2 separate regions of the Mus musculus genome follow, and region 2 is linked to region 1. The links are chromatin contacts, called in public HiChIP or PLAC-seq maps. All regions are on one chromosome and are shown on one strand. The core of a region is the stretch at or near the end of the contact, and the rest is flanking DNA. Distances in the headings are between cores, read along the strand shown. Region 1 holds the start of Dlk1 (delta like non-canonical Notch ligand 1). Region 2 holds the start of Slc25a47 (solute carrier family 25, member 47).

Region 1 (6,610 bases), core at 2,584-5,083:
CAAACAAACAAACAACTCTTTTTGCTGGTCTCTAGGGGTTTTCTATAATTTTGAGCTGTAGAAAGCCAGGGCTAGCCAGAGAGACAGCTAGTGAAGGCAGCCCCCAGGAAGGGTTTCCTGGTGCTAAGGCAACACATGATGATTTTTCTCTCCTTTTTCAAAGGACCTTGCACCCTGACTGAGGGGAGACAAGTGTCAATCAACAGAAAAACCTGCAGGAGCCCGGTGTGGTGCAAGAAAACATAAAGAGGGTTTATCTTTCTGGGATAGCGCCAGCAAAAAAAAAAAAAAAAAAAACGTTAGTGCAGAGAGCCTCTGCAGCTGGCTGGGGCTTCCTGGCCCCTGCACTCTTGCCGATTGGGATCTTGAATTTAAGATAAAGATCTGGCGACCACCATCCCCAGACTATGCCTGCTCATTCCCCCCTAAAGCCTCCCACCCCAAAGATGTGTGTGTGTGTGTGTGTGTGTGCGTGCGTGTGTGTGTGTGTGTAAATCAGCTGCTGTATGAAGAGGACCAAGGGGATTCTTTGCTTGAACTGCAGCTGTGGCCATGCAGGCAGTAAGGGAGAGAGCCAGCAATTACCCAGGGGCTATTTCCCCCCTGGGACAACCCTTGACCCCCGCCATTTCCACCCAGACAACCATGAATCTGATGGAGAGGGGCTATGCAGGCGGAAGGATCTGTGAGGAAGAATTCTGTCTGGAAAGCTGTTTGGGGTTCAGATATTTAGAATGGAGGGGTCCTACCCTAGTCAGTGGTTTTTCCTAGCACCCCCCAAACAAGTAGCTGCTGCTGCTGCTGCAGGGGCTGCAGGGGCTGCAGAGCCACGGCCTGAGCATGAGTCAGCTGCAGCAAAGCCTTCCCTCCACCTGCTAAACCACCACTCGGGAGAGGGAGACTATAGACAATTTGGGGGACCCTTGGTTTCCCTATTTGTCATTGCCAGTGTTGAGGAGACTAGCCTTCTGCCTTCTTGCTGGGATATCACCTTGGCGGGGGTGGGGGGGCACATAAACCCTTATTCCCCAGGACTTCAGTTTGCCTGGACTTGGTGGACAAGGTTTAGTAAATGAGAATGGCCCTGAAACAATGCAGCTGTCAATCTACGATGATCATATAAATTAATGACGTCAACACATAACACCAATCTGCACCTTAACCCTTTCTCAGCCTCTCCCTTGCAACACTTGAGTGATCCCCCTCCCCAATCCCATCCTCCCCTCAGCCCACCCCTCCCCTATTTGTCTGTTGGCTCCCTTTCCTTGATGTTTGAACCCTGAGACTCACCTCCCCCACCACACACACAGAGCCCCCCAACACCCCAACTCCAGCAACCTGTGCAAGAAGCCCCAGTCCATGGTCCAGCCACCCTAAGCATGGTGGGTTGTTGTTGTTTTGTTTTGTTTGTGAGTCTTTATTCAACAGGCAGTTTCCCCTCGACCCCACCTCAACTGCCCCCCCCTCAAGTTCGAGAACCTTCAGTGCTGAAGTAAACAGTATAGTGAATACATTTGAGGCCCAGCAGGAAGAGCTTATACACTATAGATCACATACTACACATAGAGAGCCTTAGGGGTTCTGGAATATAGCTCAAGGTGGGGGAAAGGGAGGGAGAGGGGACAAGGAGAAGGGGTGAGGGGTAGGCTAAGGTCAGTGCCCACCTATTTCGCAGAATTTCCCGTCCCAGCCATCCTTGCAGATGCACTGCCATGGTTCCTTGCAGACTCCATTGACACAGCCAGGGGCAGTTACACACTTGTCACAGAGGGGACCCTCCCAGCCAACATGGCACCTGTGTGGACAAAGGGGAGAGAGCGGGACACATGAGGGGAGCAGGGGTACAAAGGAGACTCCAGTTGTCTTCTGCTGTATGGAGAACATTTGGTGGTCTTTGTTGAGTCCCAGGCCAGAGGCTTCCTGGGACAAACGGCAGCCACCTGAATGGAAAACTCAGAGAAGGTGCTGAAGGGCAGAAACACAAGGGTCTTCCAGACCCCCACAAGAACCACAGTTGGTACAGTGATCTACAGTGGCCTCCCCGCCCCTGCAAGACACTCTTCTGATCCCCCTCTCTCCTGTACCCCTCCTTCTCTCCCTCCCCCCCCCCACCAGTTTTCTGCAGAAGCAAGAAAGCTGTGACGCAGTTTTTATTTGGCAAAGCACCCCCCTCCCTTTCAGCCTGGCTCCAAGGCTCCACAGACCCCACCATGGCCCCCCAAACAGTTTCCTCCATTACCTGCAGACATTGTCAGCCTCGCAGAATCCATACTGGGGGTCACAGGGTGGGTCGCATTCAGCCCCTGAGGAAGAGAAAAAAGGTACACAATTCACCCCACAAGGCCTAAAGGACACTACAGAGTCCATTTTCTCTCAAATGGCCTGGGGACCCTAAACAGGGAGTCCAAAGACCCTCTTGGGTCCTACCAACCTGGCACACAGTAGGCATTTCTCATCTGTGAATACCTACCCAGAAAAACAATTGTGCCTGCCCCTAGCCATGGGCTAAGCACAGCACACCCCTGATTCTCCAAGTGCAAAGCAGACACCTTTCTCCCCAAAGAAAATAAGAGCCCCTAGGCCCCTAAAAGTAGGAATGAGGGACAATGAAGAGGTAGCCTTTGACCCCTGGTCATTCTGTCTAGCCTCCCATTTGCAAAGTGAGCTAAAGGGAAGATTTCGAGGTCTCTGGGAAAGCCCAGACAAGCCCACCTGCCTAGCCCACAGGTGAAAGGCTAGATTTTACCCCAAGATTAACCCTAGTTAAACCAGGCAACCAAATCCTACCTCCCACGTTTCTCCTACCCCACACTGGTCACATTAAAAGAACTGCGCAATAGCTCTGCAGGGCCTCTGAGATTCCGACGCTCTTAAGGGAGTCTGACACTTTAATAGACACCTACTGTATGCATTTACTCAACCAGTTTTCGGCCTTCCCAGACAGCCTCCGACCCCCCACTCACAACTATTGGCGCATTGAGGGCTGGGGTCGCTGCGGGAAGGGGCCAACTCTCTCCTACCAAAGACAGATGGCCTCTGCAGACAGAAGTGTCGCAGCCCCTCACCTAGAGAAACACGCCACGCAAGAGGGGCTCCAGCTGTGCTCCTGTTGGAAATTAGGGACTACGACTGCAAAGTCACCCCCCCAAAGCCCCCAAGACCTATTCCTAAGCACATAAGCCGTGACAGACACCCCCAAAGTTGCACCTTAGAACGTTTTTTTTCCTTAAATAGGATACCTCCCAACGCAGTCTCTTTTTTTTTTTTTTCATACCTCCTCAATCCGAGCAACGACACCCCTCTTGAACGCCACTTCTGCCGGGCTAGAAGGGGCTGGGACCCTCCACCTCCCACAAACCCTGGGACCCCGGGATTGGGCTCAACAAGCAAGAGTGGTGCAGGGCGGATGAGGCGGGCACAGTGCAGGGCTTAGGGTTAGGCGGGACGGGCGGGACTTGGGGCGCATGGGACAGGGAGAATGGGGTGGTCGGTGGGGTGGTCGGCGGGGCATCGCAGGCTTCCCCAGAGGGGGCGCAAGCCAAACCGCCAGGGGGGGCTCACCATAGGTGCTGTGGCCGAAAGCCAGCAGGAGCAAGAGGACGCGCAGGAGGGCTCCGGTCGCGATCATCTCGGGGCGGCCTGGGTCGCGGTCCGGGGAGCGGAGGCGGTGCAGGGGCTGCTCCGGGGGCTGCGCTGGGCTTCTGGTTGCGGACCACGAAGGGGGCACGGGCGTCCAGCGGGAAGAAAGCCAGGGTTGCACCGGGGCGCACGCTGCTAAGTGCGGCTGCCGAGGAGCTGCCGCTGCGGCCCGCGCGCCGCCTTTTCGTACTGTCGTCCCCCCCCCCGCGGCCCCCGCCCACGCCCACGCCTCGCGCGCACGGGGCAGGCGCCGGCCAGTCCCGGTGACCCACCCCCTGGCGGGGCCGCCCCCCAGCGCCGCGGCGCCCGGAAGCGGCTCGAGCACGCGGCCGCACTCTTTGGCTAGACGGGTACCTGCGCACGATGGGCACGCGGTCCGCACACAGGACAGCACGCGGCTGGAGGCGGAGGCGGCGGCGCTCACACAGGCCCGCTTAGCGCAAGTCTCAGGAACCAAGCCAGGCGGGCGAAAGCCCTTGCACGCACTCAGAATACAAAAACGCTCACAGACACAGTAAGACACTTAGGGCTGGAGTCCCGCGCACACATGGCGCGGGTCAGAAGCCCAGGAGGACCCAAACGCACACCACGAAGATGTGGAAGATGCACATGATCACAGATGCACACACGAAAACCACCACGAAAAGCCGAAGCCCTCCGACGAGCCTTGCCATTGTGGAGTTTGGGGAAGGTGCAGATGCACTTGCCCCACGGACCCCCAACCCAAACACACCTTTCGGCACAGGCAAACCTTACTGCCTGTCCCTGGGGCACAGGTCACAGACCAGGGCAGCAGGAACACTGATCTGCTCCAAGCAGGGGAAGCGCCAGCTATGAAAAGACTGAGAGTCCTCCTGCCTATGCTGCCCCTCCACGCAGCCCGCCTGTAAACACAGGAGACCACTGGTAAACACCGACGACATCATGCGTCACCCCCCCCCCCCACCCCCTCCTCTCGCAGGTACCACAGTCACAGTCTGGGCCTTATCATTCTGAAACATAAAAGCACTGATTCTTTCCAACATGTACACACCTCGCAGCAACACGTATGCCCAGACCCCAAATCTGTCTCAGATTTGTGGAATCACCCAACAAACACACAAATTACACCAAAGCACACATAATCCAAATCCATCTTTGTTCACCGTGACACATGTCGACAGTTCACCAATATGTTCACCGTCAAATGCAGACAGACAGACAGACAGACAGACAGGCACACACACACACACACACACACACACACACACCCTCACTTAGTGGCTTTCAACCAGGGATGGCTTAGAGGATGGGATGGGAGTGTGTGTGTGTGTGTGTGTGTGTGTGTGTGTGTGTGGGTATTGATTCTGCCAGTGTCCCTGGGGCAATTCCTTTTTCCTGCAAGACCCCCCAGCAAGGGCTCAGTGCCTTTTACTCAGCTGAGACGCCCCCCATGCCCCATTCTGAGGCTCCAAAGGAGGAGGAGCTGAGTGAAGTGATACATTTATTGGGCCAGGGAGGTGGCTCACTGGGTAAAGGTGCTTGCAGCCAAACTTGAGTTTGATCCTTGACTCCTGCAGTTGCTCTTTGATCCCCACAGAACCCCCTTAAATAAAATGTAAATAAAGTCATTGACATAGCTCCTTTGGTAAATGGGCAAAGGTACTTGCCACCAAGCTGACAGCTTGAATTTAATCTCCAGACCCCCACACGGTAGAAGAAGAGACTAAGCTGTTGTCTTGTCTGACCACTACATGACTCTCTCTCTCTCTCTCTCTCTCTCTCTCTCACACATCTCTGTCTCTCTATATGAAAAAAGAAAACATGTAGAAAAATAAAAATCAAATAAATGTTTTAAAAATAAAATATAAATAAATAAATAAATGTTTTTTTTTTTTTAATGTGGAGGTTGAATAGATGACTCAGCAGTAAAGATCATTTTTTCCAGAAAACCCCAGGTTCAGTTCCCAGTACCCATACAGCAGCTCACCACTGATTTTAAATGCAGTTTCAAGAGCACCAGACACACATGTAGTATGCACACATATACATGTTTTAGTAAAATAAAATAAAGTATAAATAAATAAATAAAAATAAAGTCTTTTAACCTCTGAGAAAAGATGTTGGGATTTTTAGATGGGTAGTCCAGGTATTCTCAATTTGCATATAGTAATTGTCATCTACCTCTCAGAGGCTGTGAGCTTGTGTTTCTCTAGTCATGGCTTCCTTTTCCTCATTTGAGGTAGGGTGGTTAGACAAGGGACATTAACTCTTTGAACCTGGGGGGGGGTATCTTCAGCCCAAAGAGGGGAGAGCATCTGACCTTATCCAAGCAGGTTGGAAGAGTCTTGCCATCTTAGGGAACTGGAAGCTAGACAGTGGGAACCTCTCGGGCAGAAAGCAGGGGATGGGCACATGGTTTGAGTGGAGGTTGAAAGAACTGGCGGGGGGGGGTGGTAATGTTCTTTTCTTGGGCTTTCTGCAGAAACTGAATGAAGACTGGAAGAAATAGCCTCTAGGTGGACTAGCATTGGTGTGGACCTTGACCCCCTTAGGCTCCTCCTGTCTTCAGTTAATAAACTGAGGCTAACATAGCAAGTATTTATGTTGGGGGGGGGCTGTTGTTTGGATTCTCCCCCTCCAGAGTCTTTGGTTAAATGAGAGTGGCTGACAGGTGCCACTGTCCCCTCTTTGGTGATCACTGAGGTCTCCTTGGCTCTCCTTCATCTCTTCCTTCCTTCCAAACCCCCTGACCTCAGCCTCCAAAATTATCCCAAGCAGAGCAGTGCAGCAGGCAGACTGGAGGGGCTGGATTCTCAGCCAGAGCTAGGGAGATGAGAGGATCTTGGGGCTGGGTCCCTGAGATAAGGGCTCCTGCTCAAGGCAGCAGGAAAGTGGGGCACATAGAGTACAAGAAGCCCCAGACTAGTGAGGTGAGCCCCCCCCCGCCCCCAGACTCCATTTTCCCTTCCTAAGCCCCCTTTCCACCCTG
Region 2 (6,610 bases), core at 1,544-4,043, 600 kb after region 1:
TCTTTACCCTATCAATATACCAGGTGCTCAAGCTTTGGGCCTCGGAGGGACCACTGGACAGGGCACAGTTACTGTGTCCACAGGCTAAGGCTGAAGGGGAAAGGCATCCCTAGCAAGTGCCACCATATCATCGGGCCCCATCCCTACCCGCTCTTGACGATACGTGTCCCGGATGCAGTGCCAGATGCCTGCGTATTTGGCCTCCGTCTGGATTCTGACCTGCAGGAGAGGAAGAAGGTTTCGGGAAGGGCTGGCATAAAGTCAATAGAAGCCCTGGTTCTGCCCTTGATGGTGACACATGCTGTTGTAGACTGAGTGGGGACAGCGAGCTCCTTCTAGAACAAGGCACAGGATGAGAAAGATGGAGAGTCCCAAGGGCCGTAGGGAACCATCAATAGTATTAGAGTAAGGTGGGGGGTGGGGGGAGAAGGCGGGGAGGCTAGGTCCTCTTAGCATCCTAACTGATGACCAGAGCTGGGTACCAGAGACACTGAGCACAATCTAAGCCAAGGCAGGGCCTTTGCTGTACCTTCACTGTATCCAGAGGGTAGCCCACAGCAACACCGCAGACTCCTGCAAGGCAATGAGAGGGACCCATGAAGCAGCAGGAGGTGGCCCTGTCAGCAGTGAGAGCCTATCCCAAGGAACGGAGGAGGTAGCCTCAGGTAAGCCCCTCTCCCCCACCTCCAGCTGACCCTGCCTGGGCTCCTCCTCTCTACATCCTTTGTTTTGCAGGTGAGTAACTGTGGCTCAGGATGCACCTACCAAGCTCGCTAGACACTCCCTACCCTGGCCCAACAGTGGCTATTCCCAATGGCCATGCCAAGGACAGACATTCCTCCGCCTCCCCTCTGACATCACATTTTGGGAGAACACCTGGCTCCGCTCTGGCTAACCCTGTCTCTGAGCCACGTAAACTTTGCCCTCAAGCCTCAGTGTTTGTGTGGAAGATGGGGGCAGACACCCCCACATCCCAGGGTTCGGGGAGAGGCACATGCTGAACACAGGTCAAGGCGGCAGCCCAGACCCCTGCCCTGGACGTTGCCTGGAACTGAAGGTGAGTGTGGGACAGTGTGCACCGCTGCTGTGGTGGCATAAACCCCCCCCCCCAAGAGGCCCACGTGTGAGAGGTGGCAGAGCCTGCGGGAGGTCTTTAAGCCACTGGGGGTCATGTCTCAGGAGATTACACAATTGCAACTCCTTGCCATCTGGCTCTCTGTACAACAAAACTGCCTACCATTGCCCTCTAAGCACCCACACAGACCCAGGCAGTGGGCCGCCTGGTGGTCAGAGCCTCGGGCCTGCCACTAAGTAACCATTCCCTGGTCTGAGTGGGTTGGTTACCTGAGGACAGTGGACACAGCTGCTAACTCGTCTTGCAGAGAGGCTGATAATGCCAACCCTGGCTTTGGACCAGGAGATCTACGATGCCTTCCTTGCCCCTCTGCTACTTCTAGAACCAGGGCCTCCATAATACAGCCAGCACAACCTTTGAAGAAACTCAGGGGCCAGTGAAGTGCTTGGGCTTTCTACCCCAGGGTAAAGATCCTAAGGATATTTAATCCTAGCACTTGGGAGGCAGAGACAGGCGGATTTCTGAGTTCAAGGACAGCCTGGTCTACAGAGTGAGTTCCAGGACAGCCAAGACTATACAGAGAAACCCTGTCTCGAAAAAAAAACAAAAACAAAAGATCCTAAGGATGGCAAGACCCATGGGCTAGCAGAAGAGGGAGTTCCTAGGGGCAGGATATAAAGCAAGTGCCTGACAGGAGGCTCCGATACATCTCTTAAACACTTTACCAACTCCTATCCACCCTCAAAGCCATCCTCTCTTAGGCCTCCTTTCTGTGCCTCCGCCCAGAAACATGCTGATCAGGGTCTGCGTCCCATGGCCTTGTTGCTAGGCCCCATATTCCATGGCCTCCTCTAGATCTAGAGTTCTTCAAGGACAGGCTTGGGTCCAAGTCCCTAGGACCGGGGACCCAGGCCCAGCACAGAGCAAGGATTCTCCTGACTAGGACCTTTCCTGTGGCTATAAGGAGGATGTGGCTTCCATGTGACTTCCTGTGACACCAACACTCAGGGGAGCAGCCAGCCTCAGGATGGTGTAGGTCAAGACCCTGGCAGCAGAGCCAAGGCCAGGAGCCATCCTCCCTGAAGCTGAAGCTGGGACTCTCTTTCCTTTCTAGCCCCCAGGCTGTTCCCAGCAGTGAGAAACAGCCACCCACAGCTATCTATTTCACAATAGCTGCAGGGCCAAGGGTGCCTCACTCAAAGTAGCCTCACAGCCTGAGGATCAATGGTGCTCACAGGGAGTCCAGCAGGCAGCCACCTCTGAGGGAGACAGTTTCAGCCGCAGGGGAGCTAGATGTTAGCAGTAGGCCTCAGTGGGCCAGAGAACCATCCGGCTGGGCCTGCTTGACATCTAGCCCCTGCTCCCTGCGAACAGAACTCCTGGGTACACAATTCTTCCCTGGAACCTTCTGTCTCTCCCCAGGACTCCAGCCATCTCAGCCCACAGGGTCAAGTTCCTGCTCCCAAGCCAGGAATCTCTAGACTGGCTCAGCCTCCTGCCTGATCTTCAAGGCTATGTGGTCCGTGCCCATGGATCTGCTCAAACCCTGACTGCACAGGGCTGCCACACACATACACACACACAAGCACACCACCCCAACCCTCCCCAGCCCCTGCGCCCCTCTATCCAAGTCTTATACCTCCAATGGCCCCAGCAACAAAATCCATGGACAGCACAGAAAATGAGAAGGTTTCCGGTGTTACTGCCAATGCCACACTGGCCGGCTCCTACAAATCCTGCAGATCTTAAATACCTGTGAGCAGAGGCGGAGCTAGGGCTGTTTAACAGGCTATTTTGATGCCCACACTCACATGCCCCACAAGGTTCGGGGTGCCAATGACCCGAGCATCGGGAAAGCATGTGAGAGGTCATGGGAGGTAGCCAGCTCCCAGACCTAAGTCTGCCTCTATCCCCAGACTCAGATTAGGCCGGGCTTCCTACTGCTTATGGTGATGGCATAAACAGTGGTCCCTTCGGAGATGTACCCCACTTTACATGTCACCTCCAGCCCTAAAAGGGAGGGAAAGCAAAAGCCTGTTCTCATCATGGAACCACCAAAACCCCAAAGGGGACTTGCCTGAGGCAGGCACTACCTAAGAGCCAATCTATTTGATGGCGGCCAGCCGATGCAGAAAGTGCAGCCTTGTCTCTATGGCTACGGCTGCTAGTTCAGTTCAGGGGCTCAAAGACGCAGGCTGCAGCCCTACAGGGGGCCTTCGAGCCAGAGAGCTGCCAAATGAAGGGAAGGGGCATGCTGACATGGGGCATTCTGCAGTTCTGTCTGAATGACCCTCAGGGCAGGGCATCAGGAGGCCACGTGTCCACCTGTTTTTCTGTTCTCCGTAGGCTGGCCTTGAACAGGCTGGTTTCAAACTAGGGATGACCCCTCGCCCTGACAGTTTGTCTATGTTTAGACAAGTCGTCAGTGCTGGCTGCCACGGCAGAGGGCAGAGGGCAGAAGAGGCCAGAAAGCATCCTGTCCAAGGCCAACCTCGATGTCCATCCTGGCCTGTGCAGGGGCATGGCTCAGCATCTGGTTGGAAGTTGACACTGCCATCTGGCTTTGTGACATCTGGCTTTGTGACAAGATCTTTGAGCTCCCTATAACCTCTGCTTCTGCACCCACAAAATCTGTGCACACACAGAGCAAGCTCCAGCTGGGTTCCTGCAGAATCGCCAGCCAAATTCATTAACAGAAGGTCGAGAGGGAGACGATGGGTTGTCGCTCTAGAGAGGAAGCTGAGCCAGATGTTACACTCAAGAAGCTAGGACCTCGGATAATGAGGGAACCTAAAACACACTATCCACCTAAGAGGACCGAGCCCCTTCAGTCCCATATTGCCAATGGTTAGGGCATCCACCCCAACAGTAGGGCCCAAGACCCCAGTTTACCCCAGACACCTTTCTCTCTCTGCCGATCTTGGTGTCTGTCCTCCATGATCTCAGTCAGGTCCAGCTGCCACTGTCCACCGACACTCCTCTAACTGTGTCATTGTTCTTGGACAGCAGCCCACCTGTCCAGGCTCCTGATGCATGCAACTAACACATGCCAGGTACCAAAGCGTAGGACTCCTCAGTAAACACAACAACCTAGTCTCTGTCCTAGAGACCTGATGTGCTGGAAGTGAAACAGAGAGCCCTTGACAGCCAGGAAAAGCCCAGAGGTGATTGCAAGGACTGGTGTGGGTCAGCAGCTGCTCCCAGCTGAACCCAGCAGCTGCTTGTCGAAGCATAGCAGCTATGACAACCCACAGGAGACTCTCAAAAGAGTGGGCCTAGTAGTGTCCTGCTATTTTTTTTTTTTTTTTTTTTTTTTAGTTTTTTCAAGACAGGGTTTCTCTGTGTAGCCCTGGCTGTCCTGGAACTCACTATGTAGACATGGCTGACCTTGAACTCAGAAATCCACCTGCCTCTGCCTCCCAAGTACTGGGATTAAAGGCATGTGCCACCATTGCCCTGTCCAGTGTCCTTCATGATGCAGGAGGCTCATGAGTCTCTTGAGGCCTCTGTCTTAGTCAGGGTTTCTATTCCTGCACAAACATCATGACCAAGAAGCAAGTTGGGGAGGAAAGGGTTTATTCGGCTTATACTTTCATACTGCTGTTCATCACCAAAGGAAGTTCAGGACTGGAACTCAAGCAGGTCAGAGGCAGGAGCTGATGCAGAGGCCATGGAGGGATGTTCTTTACTGGCTTGCTTCCCCTGGCTTGCTCAGCTTACTCTCTTATAGAACCAAGACTACCAGCCCAGAGATGGTCCCACCCACAAGGGGCCTTTCCCCCTTGATCACTATGTGAGAAAATGCCTTACAGTTGGAGCTCATGGAGGCATTTCCTCAACTGAAGCTCCTTTCTCTGTGATAACTCCAGCTGTGTCAAGTTGACACAAAACTAGCCAGTACAGCCTCTCTCTACCCTAAGAGTACCTGAAAGAGCCTTGAGCACACAATGTCAGAAACAATGGGCACCTCACCTCAATTTATAAGTCAGATTCATTGACAGTGATTTGCCAAGTAATCCTGAGTTGCCTGCTGCTGCAGCCATCAGCAATCAGAGGTAGAGAGCTCATGAGGACATAGGTGAGAGTCTGTGGAGACTGAATAAGTCTTAGGAGATGCAAGTGCAGACACGGTAGGTACAGGCCACTGGAAGAGTCAGTTTGAAGTGGGCTGTGTCATAGGCAGAGGATGCTGAAGCAGGGGACAGAGGATGAGTTCTCACTCTGGCAAAATTCCTGTGGAAAAGGCCGGGACCAAGTGACAGCCACTCAGCGTGCCTGCCCCCGTCTAGACTTGGGTGCCTCTTTTAGAGATCCAAGTGAGGGATTCCATCTTGTTTAGTTGATAAGTCCATGTCCTGGAACTCACTCTGTAGACCAGGCTGGTCTTGAACTCAGAAATCCGCCTGCCTCTGCCTCCCGAGTGCTGGGATTAAAGGTGTGCACCACCATGCCCGGCTCACAAGCAGCATTCATAAACAGAACAAATAAGTGATCAGTGTGTGCCCCCTGGTGTGCCAGCAGGTGGCATTCACCTGTGTAAATGCTCAGTGTGTGCCTCCTGGTGTGCCAGCAGGTGGCATTCACCTGTGTAAATGCTCAGTGTGTGCCCCCTGGTGTGCCAGCAGGTGGCATTCACCTGTGTAAATGCTCAGTGTGTGCCCCCTGGTGTGCCAGCAGGTGGTATTCACCTGTGTAAATGCTCAGTGTGTGCCCCCTGGTGTGCCAGCAGGTGGCATTCACCTGTGTAACAGTGCTGTGGAATCATTTCTCGGCACTTACACTCAAAACAGAGTGTGTTGGTTTGAATGGGAATGGACCCCATGTTCCACGTATTTGAATGCTTAATCATCAGGAAGTGTCATGTTTGAAATGATTAAAAGGATCAGAAGGCCTTGTTTGTAGGCTTTAAGGTTTCAAAAGCTCTTGCCAAATTCAGAGTCCCCCTCTTTCTCTCTCTCTCTCCTCTCTCTTTCTGTCTTTCTGTCTCTGTCTATGTCTCTCTTCTCTGTGTATGTCTCTCTCATCTGTCTGTCTCACCCTCTTTGTGTCTCTCTCTGTCTCTGTCTATCTTTCTGTCCCTTTCTTCTGTCTGTCTTTCTGTCTCCCTCTGTCTCTGTCTGTGTCTGTCTGTGTCTCTCTTCTGTCCCTCTCTTTTGTCTCTGCCTTTCTGTCTCCCTCCACTCTGTCTCTGTCTCTCTGTCTATGTCTCTCTGTCTGTGTGTGTCTATCTGTCTCTCTCCTCCTCTCTGCCTATGGCTCACGATGCAGCTCTCAGTTACCCCTCCAGCACCAAGTCTGTCCATGTGCAACCATGCTCTCCACCATGATAATGAACTAGACCTCTGAAACTATTCAACGACTAAGAAAACCCCAATTAAATGTTTTTGTTTTTGTTTTTTTAAAAATAAGAGCTGCCTTTGGTCACTGTGTCCCTTCACGGCAATAGAACAGTAACTAAGACATGAAGTAACTCCAGTCTGTGCTCTAACTAAGCCATCTGCAAGCTGTTATCCCATATAAAAGAGTTCCTTCAAG

Evidence for each region. HiChIP or PLAC-seq counts read pairs in DNA pulled down with a chosen protein or histone mark.
Region 2: a contact with region 1 is called in an H3K4me3 HiChIP or PLAC-seq map of fetal liver, with 4 times the contacts expected there. The contact joins the promoter of Slc25a47 here to the promoter of Dlk1 in region 1. A contact is called at or near these places in 3 of 39 promoter capture datasets (hippocampal neurons, pre-B cells and stem cell-derived epiblast-like cells), 2 of 115 datasets of contacts at active chromatin or transcription factors (fetal liver and pancreatic cancer cells) and 1 of 9 other capture datasets (embryonic stem cells).

Annotation. Positions count from the first base shown.
Region 1 is chr12:109,450,678-109,457,287 of GRCm38.p6, reverse strand. It overlaps Dlk1 (delta like non-canonical Notch ligand 1), which reads right to left and starts at 3,833. Exons shown (of 5, transcript NM_010052.5): 1 at 3,562-3,833; 2 at 2,240-2,303; 3 at 1,665-1,795. The coding sequence starts at 3,628.
Region 2 is chr12:108,847,312-108,853,921 of GRCm38.p6, reverse strand. Slc25a47 (solute carrier family 25, member 47) reads right to left here and starts at 2,793. Exons shown (of 6, transcript NM_001012310.2): 1 at 2,715-2,793; 2 at 530-573; 3 at 148-219. The coding sequence starts at 2,742.